2 separate regions of the Gossypium raimondii genome follow, and region 1 is linked to region 2. A link is a contact called in public Hi-C data. All regions are on one chromosome and are shown on one strand. The core of a region is the stretch at or near the end of the contact, and the rest is flanking DNA. Distances in the headings are between cores, read along the strand shown.

Region 1 (7,339 bases), core at 1,324-3,823, 130 kb before region 2:
CCATTAACCTTACCAGAAGTCTCCCACCTTAATACCAATCAACCTGTCATTGAGGGCAGCTAATCTACTTGCATACTGCTTGAAAACAGTTACCTGGAAGCCCAAAAGACTGCACCACTTAAACATGATCCCTTTTGCAGAAGAAGATAAAAACCAGATATACATAGAAGTGCTCATGATTATGAAAATATAAAATAGCAACCAGACCATCCATTTTCCACACACAGTGAAAGTGCCTGTGGCATTTAGATTGAAGACAGAGTGACAAGCCATTAATCAGGCAGCAGTGTTCCATTGCTTACAACTCTATACCCGTGAAATGGATAACTACTAAAAGAGTTTAGAGGTAGAACTGCAAGAACCATAATGAACAGAAGTGTCCCCTAATGGCATCTTTGGCATATCCCAGTTCTTCTAGTAGCAATTTCATTTTTCTTAGTACCTCATAAAATTTCTGAAAGTGACATCCACCCATCAGTTTCTTCAAGATGCTAAAGACTAGCTTTTGCAAAAATTAGTTCAGAAAAGAATTAACACTACATCTACACAATGCAAGGTAGAGCAAGTAATCTCCCAAAGTTAACCAAAACACCAATTAATTTAGAATGAAAGCAGCAGAAAAAGGAGCAACTTACCCTTTGAGTGGAAACTGACCTCTTATCTTTTGTACCCGCAAAACCAAAAGACCTTGGCTGTCAAACAAAAGATTAATGACAAAGGTTCCCGTTGAATAGGTAACCACAGGATTTATATAAATCATTTATCATACCTGAATGCCAAGCATCTTTCCTATTAATCCTAAGGCTTCCTGTGTATCTTTATTCTCCTTGAAAAGATGGAACCTGAATATTAACATAAATGATAGCACCTTCTAATGTAGTTCAAGTGCAATAGACACTTCATGGCATTGATAAGCAATTGAATACAGAAAGGTGAAAGCTAGACATGGGTTTTTTCTCCTATTATTTTAAGAGGCATCAAATTATTGTAGGAGTGCAACATGCTACCTAAGAAAATTGCCAAGATGCGCTGGCCAGTGGCTTGAACCTCTACTATCATAGGGCCTATCACCTCTCTTCCTTTTATTCGAATTTCTTCCCTTGTTCTTATTCCCAGAATTTAACCTCACGCGGATGCATTTTGAGGAAGAATCAGGTCCATCAACAGTGTCAGTGACTAGAAATCTAAGATTCTCCTTAAAGAAATTATGCATTGCCTGAAAATGTCAAAAACAAAATGAGAAGGTTCTTCTAGTTAGTTTGATTCCCTCTTTGTAATAGACTAACACCCTACACGCTAAAGGTACAGAATGATTAAGGATAAACAAATTGAAAAAGAATGTAAAGCTTACCGTTCGATGAGATTTATCAGAATCTGGAGACAGAACAATGGGAGAGATATCTTCTTCACTGCCTGAAGTAATTTGGTTAATGAAAGCTTCTAACTGATCGACATCAATTTCGCAGGCAAGTGATCTGAATTTTTCAATTTCAGATGCATAATTTTTGTTAAGTTGATCAGATATTTTTGTTTCACCTTCCTGAAAAGCCCGAGAACATGTCCGAAAAGAAAAAGATTATAATATATTAAATGTACAAAAAATAATTTTTTGAAAAAAATGGAATGAGTCAGATTACCTCTGGAGGGGCATCTAAAGAGGTCAAATGAACAACATTTCCCTCAGTGTCTACTTCATTCACAATGAAATCAGAATATCTACACAAAAAATTCAAAGCAATCAAATAACAAAATTTTCCGTCGCCAATTGCAATTATAACCAATTCATAATAAAGAAAATCACTCTCAAAACTTGCAATTTTCCTCATTCCAAAATTTCTCCATTCCTTTTAAATACAAAGAACCTCATTATACGCACAAAGACACAACTGCCAAAACGCAGGCTTGAGTGAAGCTAAGACTAAACCTCTGATTCCACCATCTTAATCAAACAAACATATAGCCAAGCATGCATGTGAAAATAAACAAATTAAATATAAGGGTATTTGCAAAAAAAAGCACAAAACTTGGTCATAAAGGATAAGTTTAAAAGAAATCAAAACAAAAAAAAAAAGGAGTGACCCTTGACCTTTGTTTGAGGATGCCACGAAAACCAGGAAGGTTTGAGATGAAACAGAGGATTCCCACATCGGATTCGGTGATGGTCGTCATTGTTAGACTTGAATAATTTGAGTATTTCGTGATTGGGTGTTTTGTCAAGTTTGATTTCGAAAGTGACAAGTAGTTCCGTTTGCAGTGGAAGTAACAGTTGGGTTTTAGACTTGAGACACCACAACGCCACATCTTCTTCTGGTTTCCCAGGGTTTACTGGTATCCTGTAATACGATGCGTTTTGTTGCTTTGATGGGGTTTTTCCTTCTTGCTTTATTTTGGGCCTTTTAAGTCCATTTGTATGGTTTGGGTATTACACCAAGAAATAGATTTGATGAAAATTGAAAAAAGAATAAAGGAAAAAGAGCAACAGTGATGAAGCCCATTGGCTTTCAACAATGGCAATGATGAGGGAGTTGGAAGTGTAACCAAAGACAACAAAAACAAAGTGCTCCAAAAAGCAAAAACGAGTTGACCCATTATAGAGATCCAAAACACAGGCCACTAGCCAGAGTAGAGAGAGAAACCAAAAACAGAGCAAAAGAAAAAGAAAAACGCCTGCATTGAGAGAGAGAGAGATGGTGAGTAAAACAGAGGAGACCCAATTGAACAGGCTTGAAAACCAGGTAGACAATGGAGGAGGAGGTGCTTGGGAGTATCTTTGCCTTGTCAGGAAGCTCAAAGTTAGGCGTTCAGAGAAAGTCTTGAAGTATGGCTTATCGATCTTAAACGACCCCAAAAAACGATCTGCTCTTGGCCCTGAAGGTTTTTTTTTTTCTAGCTTTGATTGATTTTTGAAATTGGGTTTTGCTTGAATTGGATGATTTCAAAGTGTTTGGTTTGAATTTTGAGTTCTTTTATCGGTTTTGTTTGTAATTAGATTTGATTTGGTATTAGAGCTTTGTGTTCTTTGTTTATTTGCTAACTAGAGTTTTGCTTGAATTTCACAAATTGAAGCTTTACTGTTTGCTACCCTGTTATTCATTTACTTGAATTCAAAGTTTGAAGCTTTATGGTTTTATACTTCTGTTTTAAAAAAATCGAAGATTTTACTTAAATTGGGTGTGATGAGAACTTTGAGGTGGTATTACTAGCTTTGTATAGATTTCAATGTGTCAAGCTTGATTTGAATTTGTATGTATTAGAATAAGAATTAGTTGGTTAGGAACTCAGGTTAAGTTTTCAATATTTTGATTTTTCAACTGAGATTTTGAGAAGTAATCAGAAGAAGATAGGAGTACCTGATGAAGCACAGTTTGTAGCACTTTATAGTTCTAGACATTTCATTTGTTATATATCCTAAGTTAGATATGAGATGTTATCTTAGTTTTATACATTTTCTCGTGTTCTATTGCATCATTCGAGACTTATTTTGGTATTGGATTTCACTTTGTAGTCTAGAACAGTAGGCACTTGGGAACAGTTACCCTTTGATCTGTCAGAATGTGATTTTAAGTGGTGCGTTTAGACCAAATTGTTGTCTGTTTAAGATTAGATGTCTGCTTATGACCAAATTGTTGCTTCTATTAATTTATCAGGCACGTTTGTGAACGTTTATAATTAACAACTGCTTATCTTAATACAGAATGGACTCTATATGAGCAGCTAGCTATTGCTGCTATGGATTGCCAATGTCTCGATGTTGCAAAGGTACAATCTTTTTTTTTTTTCCATTTTTGATTGATTTTAATATTTTATTTTTTATATGGAGATTTCCATTTATGTGAAAGAATATTCTATTTCTTTTACCTATTTAATTTGTATCAGTCCCACTGGGTTGACTACTCTCATTGTTCTTATAGTTTCTCTTTTGAGGATGCTAATAGTTCTTTAAGGTGGTACTTATTACTTGGATATCTCTTTCTTTGTTGAGGCATTAGTTAGAAAATTTTGGCTTTCCCTGTTGCGTGTTCAATATGGTGCAACTCTTGTTTCATTAATGTTGCTTTAGGGTTTGCTGACATCAATTGTTATGCTTGTTGTTAGTTTCTTGTACTGTTCTATAGACTGCAGTGTGGAGTAGCTTAGATACTCTAGGTACTAGTTGATAGTAGGCTTATAAAGTTGCCTGACGTAAATTCGTGCAATTTAAAACTGCAGGATTGCATAAAGGTTTTGCACAAGAAATTTCCGGAGAGCAAAAGGGTTGGTAAGCATATATGAAGATGAAATATATGTTCTATGTTTTATGTTTGTGTGACTAAAAATGTGCAGGCGTGTGTGTCTGTAATATCTTGCTGTTAAGTCTTTTGTGAATCCTACATTCGTGGCCTACCCTTTGATAGTTGATGCTTCTTACATTAAGCTTCTTCTGAATATCTTGGCCAATGTTCTACCAATCGCATTATGGTGTGGATAAGGATGGACAAATTTGTTCTTGAATCAGTTTCGATTCTTTTGGATCCAAAAGGATGTGTTGCTGATGATTGTGTTCCTTTGTTCTATCATTTTATGAAATAGTGGTTTCATTTTGTTGTGGTCTACAGGCAGGCTGGATTGCATGTTGCTTGAAGCAAAGGGATCCTGGGCTGAGGCAGAAAAAGCTTACTCAAGCCTTTTAGAGGACAATCCACTTGATCAAGTAAATTCTGCAGCCATCCCCTCCCCCCCTTTCTCTCTCTCCTCTCGTCCCCCAAAACTGTGAAATTTAATGGTGTTCTTTTTTGTTAAGAAATATTCTGGACTGTTTCTTTTATAGAACAAAAAGAATCGATGATAACATATTCTATTCTCATGCAGGTAATACATAAGAGGAGAGTAGCCATGGCAAAAGCTCAAGGAAATATTTCAGTGGCTATTGAATGGCTTAATAAATATCTTGAGATGTAAGATATCTCAGAAAAAATTCTCTTTACAGTCATAGATCTTTGTGTCTGTCCTTTTTGGGTTATGTTTAATTCAATATCAGCCAATTTCCCTTTTTCTTTGCTAGATTTATGGCTGATCATGATGCTTGGAGAGAACTTGCAGATATATATCTCTCCCTACAAATGTGAGTGCTAATTTACATAACTCAATATTATCTCCTTTTACTTCATCAATTCATAACGTAGCAATAACTTAAACCTTTTTGCTTTTGTTTATAAATCAGGTACAAGCAAGCAGCATTCTGCTATGAGGAGCTTCTTTTGTCTCATCCTACAGTTCCATTATATCATTTGACCTATGCTGATGTAAGTGTATATTGATTCGAGGATGCAATTTCATCAGTGGTTTCTTGAATTCCAAGTTCTCTAGAGAATAACATTCTACATCTTGTTGCAAATACTCTTCATTTGGTTTCTTCTCTTTCATAATTAATCCACCTAACCCAGGACTAGTTCCATAGTAATTAAGATAGTGCAAAAATTTAAAGACCGTTAAACAAAAAACCACTTCCATAGTCGTTGCCTATATGCAAGAATAATGTAAGGACCATGATTCACTATAGAACAACAATGGTTCCCGACTAAACAAGGAGGTAACTTCTCGATGGATGTAACTAGATGTCAATCTTTGCAAAGATAATACTTTCCATCTTACATTGGTTTAACATAAAGACTTCTAGCTGGAACTCTTTTAGCTTTCCTCGGAATTGTTTTTGATGATTATTCCTTTCACCAACAGGTACTCTACACACTCGGTGGACTAGAAAACCTTCAAACTGCCAAGAAATATTATGCATCCACTATTGATTTGACGGGGGGTAAGAACACCCGAGCACTTCTCGGAATTTGCTTGGTAAGTTCCTTCTCTCTCGCTTAAGAGTCTGCATTACTATTTATATAGACATGCATTGGCTTTTATCCTTATAATTACCAAAATCTTATTAAAAAATGGTTTCGCACTCACTCGTCTTATGTCAGATTTTATCTTTCTAACATGAAACTTAATCATCTTGTTCAGTGCACCTCGGCCATAGCTCGGCTTTCAAAAGGAAGGAGCAAGGAAGACAAGGAGAGTCCAGAGCTCCAGTCTTTGGCAGCAAAAGTGTTAGAGAAAGAATACAAGCAAAGAGCCGCAGACAAGCTCGGTTTGCTTACTTCTGCTTTAAGAAGTTTGAAAATTTAGTCTTAACACTGATGACATCGATTTAACACTTGAATTATTGCCCCATACTCTAGAATAGAAAAAGGTGTTGAACTTGAAGATAATTTCCGGTTCTAAAGATTTCAAAATGTCTTAGTCTTCGATGAATTCAAGTTACAAGTTGCCATTCATGTGTGCTTTCCACTTTATTTTGCCATTCTTGTCATCTATTTTGAGAGGTCTTGATGGATTATTCAGTACACTGCTATCAAAACAAGACTAATTTATGATATAAAGTTTCCACCCTCCTTGAGTTCTTGATGTATTATTCAGGATATTCCCATTAAAAAAAAACTAGGAAACTTATGAGATGATTCTTCTATCTTCCTCACAATTTCATTTTTGGTACATTCGCATTCTAGTACGAAATTTGTATAGGAAAGGTGCTTAGACACAATTATGTTCATTTTTGAAAAAATGTTTTTCTTGAATGATTATATTCTTCCATTATTATTTTATTTTTCAGAATATGTGTCTTTTCAAGGAAAAAAACTAGAATAAAGGGTTTTATAGTGAAATTTGTTTAGTTAAAAATACTATTTCCAATGAATTCTTCACCACCTATAAACACAAATGAGAACCAAAGTTACATGATACTAATCCATTAGAAAAAAGGCAGAAAAAAGGGTTTAATTCTATCCCAAGCATCACAAAACATATTATAAACAAATAGGTGCTTTATGCCATTCTTTCTCAAACTTCTTAACCAAAGCTTTTAGCTTTTAATACTGAGGCATTCCAGATCTATAAATTTGTCAAACTCAAAAAAAGAAAAAAAAAAAACTTCTCCAATAAAATTAGGTGTTCCAAAGTAATGGTATCCTCCTGCTTCACTAGATTAGATAAATCACGAACAACCAAGCTAAAACTAGGCAGAAACAATCAAGTGAAGTAGTAGTCACACTTTCCACTTTGCTTTCGATTTATGGCATTAAGTGGCCGGCGCACATTGTTATACTTAGCAACACGAAACTAACATAATTAACAATACTTTAAGACCTAACATAATAAACAATACTTTAATACCTAAATTCTATTAATTTGATCCTCAAACTTCTTGACCAAAGCTTTTAGCTTTTAATACAGAGGCATTCCACATCTTTAAATTTGTCAAACCCCCAAAAAAAAGGAAAGAAAAAAAAGAAACTTCTCCAATAACATT
Region 2 (7,159 bases), core at 2,952-5,451:
TGAAACAAAATGATTTTTTAATCCTTTTTGTTATTTTGTGTTTAATTTAACACATAAACAAAACGGCGCCGTTTAAAGGGGCCAGATCCGCTGACCTGACCCGACCCAAAGTGGTCCGCATAACACTTCGAAAAACCCCACCATCGCACGCGTCTGAACCGACCTCCTCCATGCGCGCCGTACTCCCATGTTCTCCTACAAAACAGATTCAAAGAGTCCAAATAGTGTAAAACAACAAAAAAAAATGGAAAAGGTTGTTCTATTCGGGCTATAAAAGGCCTATGTTTTGTATTGTAAAAAAAGGAGACAAGAATACAAAGAAAAACTATAAAAGGCCTATCTTTTGTAGTGTTCATCGATCTTTTATTTTTGTTTGTATTTATATTTCTTCTTTTATTATTTTTATATATTTTATTTTACTTAAATAAAAAAGAAGAGAATGAGGCAAAGCTTACCTTTCGTCGAAGCCGCCGTGCCACCACCATCTCCGTCGCAATTGGAGTTTTGGTGAAGGGACGAATGAACGACGGCGCAAAAAAGGGTTAAGAAAAGCCCTAGTAGAGCAAACGTTTCAAAAACGTGAAAAAAATGATTTTTTTAATCCTTTTTTGTTATTTTTGTGTTTAATTTAACACATAAACAAAACGGCGCCGTTTAAAGGGGCCAGATCTGCGCGTTGACCCGACCCGCAAACAGTGTCCGCGCGTTCTGGCCCTAAATGGGGAATTTGCGCAATTAGGCCCACCTTTTGCGACGCGCTTTAATTAAACCCATTTCCTTTTTTAATTTGGCCTGAATATTTTACCTGTGTGGCATTTTAGTCCACATCGCTGCACACCGTTTTGGGGAAGCGGATTATTTCTGATTTGGCCCCCCATGTAATTTGCGTGTCGCGATTTGACCCACCATTTTGCTTAAATTTCATTTATTTCCTGTTGTTTTAGTTTTACTGACTCTTTAGTCCTTTTTGCAATTTGCTTTTTAAAAAAAATATTTTTTCCCTTCTTCTTTTTTATCATTATTATTATTATTATTTATTATTAATATTATAATTATTATTTCCACGTACGTTCATACATATTTTTTACAAAATATATGTGCATATATGTTTTAAACTTTTGTAGAAGATATACATGTACATATTTTATTTATATTATTATTATTATTTTATCTTCATAATTTTTATATACATGTATATACATATACATTTATATTTTATAATACATATACATTTTCCTTATTTTATAATCCATGCACATATACATGTTTTTAATATATATATATACATATTTTTTAGAGATTATTATAAGTTTTTTTGTTTTATATATTTCATTCCTTTTCTTTTTCTTTTTATATGTATACTTACATATATGTGTTTTAATATATGCATACACATATTTTCAATTTTATTTATATATTGTACTTATATGTATATACATATTTTGTAGATACATATACATATATAATTCATATTAAAGTATTTGTTTTATGTTGTATATTAACATTTTATCATTTTTTTAAAAAGAAAATATATTTGGTTTCGTCAAAGCATTAAAACTATTTTTGTTCCAAGGCTTTCAAAATAAGGCAATATTCGATATTTGAGATCTTCGAGAGGATTGAGCCCTAACGTGTTGGGTTCTAATTTTCTTCGTTGAATCTAAATAATCAGGAATGCTCTTTAATAAAAAAACATAAAAGCTCATTATCGGGAAATCAATACGTTGTGTCCTAACGCATTGGATATGACACATTGTTTTCTCAAGATGAGGATTTTTCTAAAAATAATAAATGCAATATTCTGTATTTGGGAAATTCGGGTGGCCGTGCCCTAACTTACTGGGTTTTGATTTTTCTCTTTTAACCCAAATAGTCGAATATCCTTTTGAAATTTAAATGCATGAGTTTTAAATCAAAAGACAAACTTAATTTTGCAGATTAAAAATGTTGCGCCCTAACTCACTGGGTGTGATGTTTTATTTCTTTAAAATAAGAATGTTTTATTATTTTAATTCATTCAAGTTAAAAAGTTTTCTTTTAAAATCTTTTCAAATTTACGACACCAAGACATTAAACAATCAATTCGGTACCGATTTTGGGCGTTACGAGAGTGCTAACCCTTCCTAGTACGTAACTGACTCCCGAACCTATTTTCTCAAAATTCGTAGACCTAAAATCGTTTTCAAGATGAACCGATCACACCTTAATAAAAGATTGGTGACGAATCCAATTTTTGTTTTTGAAAAAGTCGACCCCGTTTTTAAAAAATAAATATAAAACTGGTTTCGACAGTTATAGTTACAAATTATTATTAGAGCATCAATTTAGTTAGAAAATGACTTGGAAGTATTTTTTTCTAAAGACAATAAATATTAGGGTAAACTATTAAAATAATCATTTTTAGTTACTTCAGGTTACATTTTAGTTATTTATGGTTGAAATTTTACGTTTTAGTCACGTTATCGCTTTGTAACATTTTAGTCACTGAGTCGTTAATTGCCGTTAACGGTGTAACGGTAAGCTGATGTGGTACGTTAAATCATCATTTCAAACGAAAATTTTAGGTTAAATTCTACAATTGGTCCCTATATTTTTTTTTCATTTTGAGCAATTTAAATTTTTTATGTTCTTTTAACTCTTTTTTTTTCTTTATTTTCCATTCTCTTATTCTTCTCCCTTTGTTTTCCTCCCTTCTTCGTTTCTTTTAACGTGGTTTTTCTATATTTTTCATTTGTTTAAAATTAGTCCACAAGCTTGCTTCACTCGAAAAAAATTAAATTGGTCAAAAAATAAAAGTATAGGGATTAGTTTTAACAAATAAAAACATAGAAAAACTACGTTAAAAGAAATGGAGAAGGGAGGAAAACAAAGGGAAAAGCAGAAGAGAATGAAAAATAAAGAAAAGAAAAATAAAGTTAAAAGAACATAAAAGAAAAAAATTAAATTGCTCAAAATGAAAAATTGTGGGGACCGATTGTATAAATTAACCTAAAATTTTTATTTGAAATGATTATTTAACGTGTCATGTCAGCTTACTGTTACACCATTAATGGCAATTAACGGCTCAGTGACTAAAATATTACAACGCAATAACATAAGTGACTAAAACGTAATATTTCAAATATAAGTGACTAAAATGTAACTCGAGGTAAACAAAAATGACTATTTTAAAAGTTTACCCTAAATATTATTCTAATAATATTTTCATCTTTTAATACTTTTACATAATATCTTTAAATAATTATGTGACATAATTAATATATTATATGGTTGAAAATACATATTATAATATAAATTTAAGTCCAAACCTAAAAATTTATCTGAGTTCAATTTAATTTACATTTTTATAGTTTAAATTTGATCGAAATAATTTTTACAACTTATGTGCTGAGTGAACATTAAATAAACCTTTTATTTGTACTTCAAGGATAGAGTTTCAATTTCTATTGTTCTCTCTTCAATATGAAAAAGAAAAAAGATAAATTATATCTAAGGTGATTAAATTATTAGTAAATTTATATTTTGATCGTCCAACTTCAAAAATTACAAAGTGATTATTGAATAATTTGAAAATTTTCATTTAAGTTACCGGATTGTTAAAACTGCTGTAAAATGACATTATTTATTTGCATCGTTTACACCAATCAAAAGTTCTCATTTCTTTTTTTTTACAATTTAGTTTTTTTTAATGAATAACTTTGAATGTCACAAATTTGCGAACCAAAATCCAAACATCTTTCTTCTCCGATTTTCGACACTGCCGACTTGGATCTAGGGTGTGTTTTTTTACTCGTTGATGGATACTGATTCATCGTACCGGTCGTCGAATCGTCGCTTAGAACTCGCTAACCAAACTTTTTTTTTAAAATATGCCCCTTGTGACATAAAAAAAACTTTAGAATAATTCTATGACTTAAATAAAAACTTTTGAATAATTCAATGACTATTTTACAGTTTTTTAAAATTGAGTGAATAAAATATAAATTTACTTATAACTTTTGAGTGTAGTTTATCCAAAAAGAAAAGAGATGATAAAAAGGTGAAATTATAAACCCCTCCACTATATTTGTCTAATATGGAGTCATGATGTCAGTATGCCAGAAATTAGGCAACAATAAGAGGACTATCGTGGTCCTTCCTCTTCCTTATAGGTAATTTCACTTATAAACAAAAAACAACAAAAGATAAGGGAAAAAAATGGCACCCTCCATTAAAAATGTTAATCTCAACTTCATCATCATCAAACTCCACAAAAGATAAAATCTTTTTGTACTGTGAACTGATAACAAAAGTATTTGGTTTTGGTTGGTCCATTATAAGTTAGTGACAAAGTCACTTGTAGCCCATTATTTCTTTCATTTCTTCCACATTCGTCTTACCTTCCAAGCTCAAAAAGGCTTGCTTTTTAATGTTGCAGTATTAAGAAAAAAAGAGAAGCTTTGTAGTTGAATTCTTCAATGGATTCTTTTACTGCATCTTAATTCCCAAAACTTCCACTGTTTTATTTCTTGGTTAATCAAAGAAAGATAATTGTCACTTGTTGCTGTTTTTAGGAGGAAAGTTAAGGTTCCATATTTTTTTGGGTCACCTATGGCTTCTGCTTCTGTTCTGTTTGCAGCCACTGGTTTGGGTTCAATGGTTCGGGTCAAGTCTACAAGGCTCTTTGTGAAGTCTTCTTTGGATACCAATGTTTCCGATATGAGTGTTAATGGTAATCTTTTCTCCTTTTTTTTTTTTGGGGGGGGGGGGCTCTTTTGGATTCTGGGTATTCTTGTTTTTTCTGATATTTTTGTGTTTTTATTTGGTAGATAACATAGTGAATTGTATATAGTTTAGCTAAATTTACAAGGACGCCATAGCTTGGAGATGGGATTTTGGAAGCTGAAAATGGGGTTTGCTTTATCATACTTGGAAAGTACTGTGTCGTAAATTATTTAGTAGCTTAATTTTGCCTACCATCTTGGAATAAAAGGAAATGCTGTATAATGAATTGAAGTTATTCTGTAGGGAGATGACTTAAGAGTTCTTGTTTCCTATCCTTTAAAGATCAATGGCATTGAATGCAGCTAATCATGTTAGATAAATTATAGTTTTAGTTTGATTTAAAGTTCCATATCATCATGGTAGATACTTGGATTGTTTACTTGGCAGCTCCAAAGGGATTGTTTCCACCTGAACCTGAACATTATAGAGGACCAAAGCTGAAGGTGGCTATTATTGGAGCTGGTCTTGCTGGCATGTCAACAGCTGTTGAGCTATTGGATCAAGGCCATGAGGTTTTTCTTATCTCTAGTTGCCTGTTTCTACAATATCTTAATTGGATTGGCATTTCAGTAGGAATAAGAATTTCAAAGCAGAATCATATTTTTGCAACTTTCAGTTTCTGAAAACCTATTTCTGCAACATTTTTTTCCTTAAATATACATAGTTTAGTGATTTCTCGATATAGTAGCTGTAATTTGATGATTACTTTGATTTCTTCAGGTTGATATATTCGAGTCTAGGCCTTTCATTGGAGGCAAAGTAGGTTCTTTTGTTGATAGAAAAGGAAACCACATTGAGATGGGGCTGCATGTTTTTTTTGGTTGCTACAACAATCTATTCCGGTTGATGAAAAAGGTGAAGCAGAAGGCCTTATAATAGTTTTTCATGGTCATTGGACACTATTGTTCATGCCATTATATCGTATCTGACACTCATACTCAAGTTCAATTAACATAGTATCATCCTTTTAATGTAGTCTCAACTCTCAACTGTTTATCTGGCCTCTGATATTTTTCTCCTGACCCCTACTTGATCCTAGGTGGGTGCAGATCAAAATCTACTTGTGAAGGATCATACTCACACATTTGTAAACAAAGGGGGTGAAATTGGTGGTATGATTTGCATTGAATTGTGTTTAAACAAATTCTAAGATGATATTTTTTATGCTAGGATCTTATGATATTTTTTATGCTAGGATCTTACTTCGAAAAATTGAACTAAAAATGTTATTCTTTTACTCATGCTTTCCTTTGTTCAATTTTATGACTTTGAGTTCGGATGCAGAACTTGATTTTAGATTTCCAGTTGGAGCTCCCATCCATGGAATTAGTGCCTTTTTATCTACAAATCAACTGAAGGTTTTCTACTATCCTTTTCTTAGCAATAATTATCGGTACTGACTCAGTCATATCATCAATGGCATTTCTAAGACATGTATTGTTGAATTCTTAAGTTATAGTGTCTACAATATACCTTCTCTGTTAATACAAGTTCTATTTTCGTTTCCTAAGCTAAAGTAGATGGTGCTTAAGCTACTCAATTATTATTATTTTTTCAATTTCAGACGTATGATAAAGCAAGAAATGCCGTGGCACTTGCCCTAAGTCCAGTTGTGAAGGCTCTTGTCGATCCAGATGGAGCGATGAGGGATATAAGAGATTTGGATAGTGTATGTAAGATTACTTTAATAGATGCTTTCTTAACAATTAACATATAATTAGCATGAAGTTGTCCTACACCATATGTGATCCTTTTTCTTTCGTTCTTTCATTCTTGTTTTGAAGGTAATTGAACTCGAATGAAGTGTCTTTACTTTGATCCATCATCATAATTCTCATGCTTTTCTTTTCCTTCAATCATGATTGCTCTTCTCTGTATTCTTCTTTTCCAGTAAACAACTTTTCTTGGCATTTTCTTTTATTTTTTAGCTACGCATTTCTCATATAATTAAAAACCATTTACTTCTTGCAGATAAGCTTCTCTGATTGGTTTTTGTCTAAAGGTGGTACACGCATGAGTATCCAGAGAATGTGGGATCCTGTTGCTTATGCCTTGGGTTTTATCGACTGTGATAACATAAGTGCTCGTTGCATGCTCACTATTTTCTCATTGTTTGCCACCAAGACAGAGGCTTCCCTTCTGCGAATGCTGAAGGGTTCTCCGGATGTTTACTTGAGTGGTCCCATCAGAAATTATATCACAGAAAGAGGAGGCAGGTATGTTATTAATATAGGCATACAAACTATTCAGTGGTAGATAATGGTTCACTTAAAGGTTTCTTCTATGAAGAATTGACTTAGTTCTCTTGTTTAATAACTTTATTTGCTAAAACAGGTTCCATATGAGGTGGGGATGCAGAGAGATACTTTACGATAAATCCGCTGATGGAGAGATA

Evidence for each region. A called contact is a pair of places that touch in the nucleus more often than the background predicts.
Region 1: a Hi-C map of leaf shows a contact between it and region 2, with 2.4 times the contacts expected there. The contact joins the promoter of LOC105804708 here to the promoter of LOC105804712 in region 2. A contact is called at or near these places in 2 of 2 Hi-C or Micro-C datasets (both in leaf).

What each region holds. Positions count from the first base shown.
Region 1 is chr11:10,476,042-10,483,380 of ASM2569854v1, reverse strand. LOC105804708 reads left to right here and starts at 2,573. Exons shown (of 9, transcript XM_012637413.2): 1 at 2,573-2,874; 2 at 3,695-3,759; 3 at 4,210-4,258; 4 at 4,596-4,690; 5 at 4,849-4,934; 6 at 5,042-5,101; 7 at 5,201-5,282; 8 at 5,716-5,829; 9 at 5,995-6,445. The coding sequence starts at 2,688. The coding sequence ends at 6,159. LOC105804700 reads right to left here and starts at 2,327. Exons shown (of 20, transcript XM_012637402.2): 1 at 2,087-2,327; 2 at 1,638-1,716; 3 at 1,352-1,540; 4 at 1,008-1,216; 5 at 770-842; 6 at 636-692; 7 at 14-93. The coding sequence starts at 2,301.
Region 2 is chr11:10,348,950-10,356,108 of ASM2569854v1, reverse strand. It overlaps LOC105804712 (zeta-carotene desaturase, chloroplastic/chromoplastic), which reads left to right and starts at 4,201. Exons shown (of 14, transcript XM_012637417.2): 1 at 4,201-4,711; 2 at 5,152-5,276; 3 at 5,485-5,619; 4 at 5,804-5,876; 5 at 6,049-6,122; 6 at 6,329-6,433; 7 at 6,736-6,980; 8 at 7,099-7,159. The coding sequence starts at 4,591.